Linked DNA regions of Oryzias latipes: region 2 is linked to region 1. A link is a contact called in public Hi-C data. All regions are on one chromosome and are shown on one strand. The core of a region is the stretch at or near the end of the contact, and the rest is flanking DNA. Distances in the headings are between cores, read along the strand shown.

Evidence for each region. A called contact is a pair of places that touch in the nucleus more often than the background predicts.
Region 2: a contact with region 1 is called in a Hi-C map of fibroblasts, with 1.7 times the contacts expected there. The contact joins the promoter of nfatc4 here to the promoter of LOC101169233 in region 1. A contact is called at or near these places in 2 of 5 Hi-C or Micro-C datasets (embryo and fibroblasts).

What each region holds. Positions count from the first base shown.
Region 1 is chr17:3,134,493-3,137,286 of ASM223467v1, forward strand. It overlaps LOC101169233 (zinc finger protein 287), which reads left to right and starts at 1,449. Exons shown (of 2, transcript XM_004078686.4): 1 at 1,449-1,899. The coding sequence starts at 1,608.
Region 2 is chr17:3,282,907-3,285,700 of ASM223467v1, forward strand. It overlaps nfatc4 (nuclear factor of activated T-cells, cytoplasmic 4), which reads right to left and starts at 1,341. Exons shown (of 13, transcript XM_023965389.1): 1 at 433-1,341. The coding sequence starts at 628.

The DNA of each region.
Region 1 (2,794 bases), core at 199-2,698:
ACAGAGTAAATGCACCAGTTTCTGGTCTTATTTCCAATTACATTGTGATGTGTATATATATATACACAACTTAAAAAACTTAAATGAATTGATTCAATTGGTAACTAGCAATTGAGTTAAATTTATTCAACCTAATTTCTTACATCTATCCAACTCAATAGTTGTTTATACAACTCAAATGTACACATTTATCTAACTAAATGTCATATTACTCCAATTCAATTAAACGTTTTTCCATATTAATGTATTGTTCTTCTTGAATTCTCATATGTCTAAGTTAGAGCCTGCAGATTTTCTCATTTTTATAAAGTTAAAATAAATGAAACAATGTGGCTCATTACAATATCTCCCATGCATAAAGTTAAAATAAATTAAACAATGTGGCTCATTACAATATCTCCCATGCATTTTTTTTTTATCATGAATCTAACTGTAACTTCAGTTCATGTACCCAATCTTTGCACTAGGGGTGCTAAATAACCTCATCATCCCCTCCCCCTCTCTCACTCATGATGCAGAAATTAAACATAACTGGACAAAATAACTGGGTATAACACATTAAAACAGACGGGACGACATGTGGTTCATTGTCTCTCATGTTATGAGGTAGGTGTTAAGGGTCTTGCCCATGGACCCTCACTGGGTGAGGTTAACTGCTCACCATTATGCCACTAATTGTTCATTCCCCCCGGGAATCAAACCCTGGATTCCTGCGTGAAAGTTCGAGCTACCCTGGCGATATAGATACAGATGTATATATCTGTATCGATAAATATATCGATAAAGATGGATATATCTACGTGATATAGATCTATCTATAGAATATATTTTTTTTAATAACTTCGATCTGCATTTGTCACTTTGTTTTATTTGTTTTGGCATAAAGCCAAGATAAACTGTTAAAGCAGCATGATCAACAAATCCTGAAGACGAATGTAGTGTTTCACAGCTAAAGAACCCCGTAAAAACAGAAACAAGCAGAGCTTTTCAGTCAGTCTTGTTTACATAAAAACATGAATGAACCTTCAAACACAACCTCATCAGGGGTTAGTTTATGCAACACTTTCGCCCTCTAGTGTATATTTAGTGTATTTAAATTAATTTAAACTATTTTGACAAATTATTTGAAGCATTGGAATAGATTATGCTGTCTTTTGATCCTAAAAGATGTCTGGTAATCGTCTTATTTAAGGCTTGAGGATGCTTTAAAGAGAAGAATTACATTTTAAACAATAAACGCTTGGAAGATCAGGTTGCAGTTAAATTTAAACAAAATCAATACTTTTCTTTAGATTTTGACTCATTTTGATCTTTTTTATTTGTATACGTGGTTTATAATTTATATATATTATTATTTTATATTTATTTGTTTATGTTTTGAGTAACCGTCATGTTTTTAGACGACACACCGCGGAAATCTTTTTGGCGCATTTGAGGCGCCGTAGATTCTCGTCACGTGACCATGACAGTTTCCTCTCAGTATTGTAACACACTTCCATGTTTTTCACCCAAAGCAGCAGCTGTGATGTGAAACAGCCGCAGCCGCGCGCGCCTCGTCCTCGACGTCCAGGTGCGGAGAACGTGACCCGCGTCGCAGCGGTCCGGAGATGGGAGACATGACGAAGTCTGTGGCTTTCCAGAGCAAGTTAGCCTCCATCGTGGAGATGCTCGCCAAAGCAGCCGTGCTGGAGATCAACAAACTATGGGAGGACAGCTTTGCTCTCGTGCAGGTCGAGCTTCGCCGAAGAGAAAGCGAAATCGTAGCGCTCAACCGTAAGATCAAGTTGCTGGAAAACGAGGGATTGTCCGGTTCCGAGAAAACTCCAAATAAGTCACAATGTTTTCCAAAGAAAGATCAGTATAACAACAACAAGCAGCAGCTGCCCCCGCATGGCGATGGTAAGGAGGACACCTCCAACCTTCTGACTGCTCCCTCACGCGTTAATTACTACAGCTGTACTTCACCATGAAACACGTGACCTCTGTTATTCTATCATGTGTAGGTTCCTTCGCACATGACTCCCTAAAGGGAGCCAGTTTGGTGGGAAATTTAGTCAAAATGCAGACTCTGGACACCAGAACGCAACAAAATGCAAATCAATTAGGCTTTAAATGCCATCCTTTGTCCTGTTGAGTCCTTCTCATCTGGGGTGTAGCCCTACAGTAAACCCTATATCCCTTGTGCTGTCTTGTGGGGTCCAGGGGACCCCACTAAAGTGCCTCTGGCACGTTAACGTTGGGAGTGGGGTCATCTAGACCCCACTAGACAGAGCTCTGAACCTTTTTTCTTTAATGATTTTGAAGGCCACAGTCTTCCTGCTCTGCTCCATTCTGATCATCCACCTGCAGACTAATGGATCCATGAACGTCTTTGTTTTCCCGTCTGAGCTGGAATCTGGATCTAAACTCTACGGCTGGATAATTCCAGTACTTCTCACCATTTTTGTTGCACCTGCAGTGTTGGGTTGGGGGCGTGAGGAGCTGTAGAGCAAGTAAACGAAGAGCTCTAAGCAACGAGGAGGGGAAGTGGGGGCGGGGTTGCTCTGCATCAACTAGGACGATTCGCTTCATACATTGGTTTTTGGGTCAGTTAATTTTTTTATTTGTTAAAAAAAAACAAGGATTACAAAACAACAAAAAACTGAAAATTCAGAAAAAAACTTGAATTTAGTACGAACCTTTCAGTTGTCTCAAACTAAGCCTGATGTAACTTAATAAAACAATAAATCCAAATCCTTCTTAAATTTAGCCCAATTGTTTGACACTTTCAACGTAAACACACTGAAATGCAGCA
Region 2 (2,794 bases), core at 91-2,590, 150 kb after region 1:
TCATGAAAGCCAGCATAGTATGTGCAATACCAGCATGCGCAACCAAAACTGCAGAGTGGAATAGGTGCGCGTCTGTGAGGGTCAGAAATGAGGGACGGGGGCGTGTTTTTGGTGATGCGTTCAGTGCGCAAAGCTGGGGTTCCTTCCCAGATGGCAGCTGTTAGCTTTGCTCACACGCACAGCTGATTAGAAACACATTGAGTCTGCGGCTGCACGCACGCATGCCCGAGCGCACACGTGCAAACAAGAATACAGTGAGAAATGCTCGCAGATGCATACCACACTGAGAACAAACACACAATCAAAATTCAAATACGGAAACAGGCACGCAAACACTTAAACACAAACGCGCAGCTCGCACGCAAAGCTTCCCGGGTGACCTGGAGGGTCACTACTACAAAGTGTATCCACGTTTTTAAAATCTGGACTGACCCAGACTGTTGTTGCTGCTGGACGAGTCCAAATGCAGCAGCGCGGTGTCACTTTCTTCGCCGGCAGCGGCGCTCTCCGGTGCGGCTGCGCGCGCAGGAGATGACCCCTGGCTGCGCCGCTGCGGCGGATCCTCCTCAAAGACCAGCTTGAACTCAAACTCGCCTTCCTCCCATCCCGAGCCCGGCGCGGCCCCCATCGCCCCCCGGCAGCGCGAGCGGGACTCAGAAAAAGCAATCCAACCTGATCTCCTTTACAGGCGGACGCAGCGATGGTTGCGTCCTCGGTGCGCTAAAAACAGAAAAATTCAACTTGAAGTAAAGTTTGCCCAAACTTTTGTTCTCCTTCTTTCTTTGTATTCCCAACTGAAGCAGATAAATTCCTCTTTTTCTGCCGTTTCTTCTTGCTTAACCTGATTTATAGCGGTCCAGATCAAATCTTTGCGCAGGAGAAACGCACAAAGCAGCTCCAAAAGCTCCAAAAAGGCTGGACCTCCCGCTCTAGTTCCTTGGGTTTCTGCATAGCTCCTTCTGCTTTTTCTGCCCGGCTCACGACAGGGAGAAGGGGGGAAAGTTTATCAAATATTTTTCTCGTCCTTTACCCTTAATTGCCCATGGGTGGGTTTCCCATCGCCGGTTGGTCGGTTATTCCTTCCCCATAGGACCGTAAACGCGTCAGTCAAGAATCCCCCCTGCCCAACCTCCAGCCTCCATCTCCTCGGCCCCCTCCAGGCTCACTCCAAAAGTTCCTTTAAAAGCCACATTCACATCCATTAATGCAGCAGGCAAATGTGGCTCAGTTCTTGTTTGTTTTGGATCATCCCAATACGACTTTTCTGAAGTTTTTCAGCACTAAGAGGATCTTCATGTCTGCTTGATTCAAAGTTTGAAGCAGTGGAATTTTTGTTCCACCTCTGAACTTCTCCTGTCTCAAACTTTCAGACCGACCACCATGAAGGCAATGGGACTGCCACTTAGTGAACATAACTTGGTCTATTTCCTGTCCGCCTTTTTTTTGGGCTGTCATTCTCCCCTCTTTGCCCCTTCTTTTTGCCCTCCCCTTCCCTCAATCCTCTCTTCTCCCCTCCCTCTTCTTCCTCTCAACCAAAGATCTGTTTCTCATTATCCTCTGCAGTCTGCTCTCTGTCTGAGTCAGGAGATGAAAAACTTAAATAAACACACTCACCCTGCGCCCCCTCCCCTCTTTTCTGTCCTCCTTCCTCCTCTGGTTCTCACAATTATCAGGGGCCTGGTATACTGGTGTGTAACTGCATGGGGGCCTGTCCCGCTGTCTGTCATCCTCTTGGGCTTGTGTGGGCAGGCCTTTGGATCCTGGACGGATCTCATGATGTTGCAGTGTGATTAGTGAGAGGGGAAAAGTGCTACCAACAAGGCAAGAATTTCTAAAGCCCTCGGGGGGATTTGTTAGGCTCTGTAAACTACCACCAACGCGGAATCCCAAAAGTATACAAAGGCATTAACATTTGACAGTGGAAACTCCTTCTTCCTAAGAAAAATAATGTAAGGACGGCCAAAGAGAGGACTGGTTGGTGGTTCTGTTCGGATAAAGTTTGCTTTTGAATTTGTTCAATTACATTCAGTCGTTTAGACAAAGTGACAGATCATCTGCATTTACGGGGTAAATAAATCAATGGCAGCTGCAGAAAGGAAGTGCCTCACAGTTTGGGGATTTTGCCTCAAGATTTCTAAATATTTTTAGTTTTAACCATTTGAAAATATCTGTTTGAATGTCAGCTAGTAGCTGATCTTCCCATACAGCGTTTTACAAATTCTGACCAGAAATTAGAAAGACTCTGAGAGGACTTCTGCACAGCATCATGATATATAAAATCTTTCCCAACAAATGTGAATATCAAGGAAAAGTGTATTCATGATTCCATTAAAAAAAATGTTCATAGGATTTAGACTCAGGGCCCTGCACCGTTGGATCGATTTCTGTGGAGAGATTTTTGTGCTATTATGCCAAGTGCAGGACTCACTGTTTGGAGCGTAAATCTTCTTTTTTAAACCATATTTCCAAACCTGATCCAGTCCACGAGATGATTGGAAGAATTTATGACCAATCACTATCAGCATCAACCTTCAAGTCCATGTCTGTGATTGGCTGGTTTGCATCGCGTCGCCCTGCTATGTTTCAAGTGCAGAGAAGAGAGAATTTCTCTTGAGTGAAAATTGTTTTGTTGTGTTTGCATGTATTTTTGAGTTTCAAGTGCATTTTTCTGTTTTGAGAGCAAAATAATTTTTTGAGAACACAAAAAAGCAATGAGTATTGCCTTTGAAAAAATGGCACAAAAATAACTCCAAAGATTTGAAGTATTTCACATATTTGACATAAATTGGGGTTC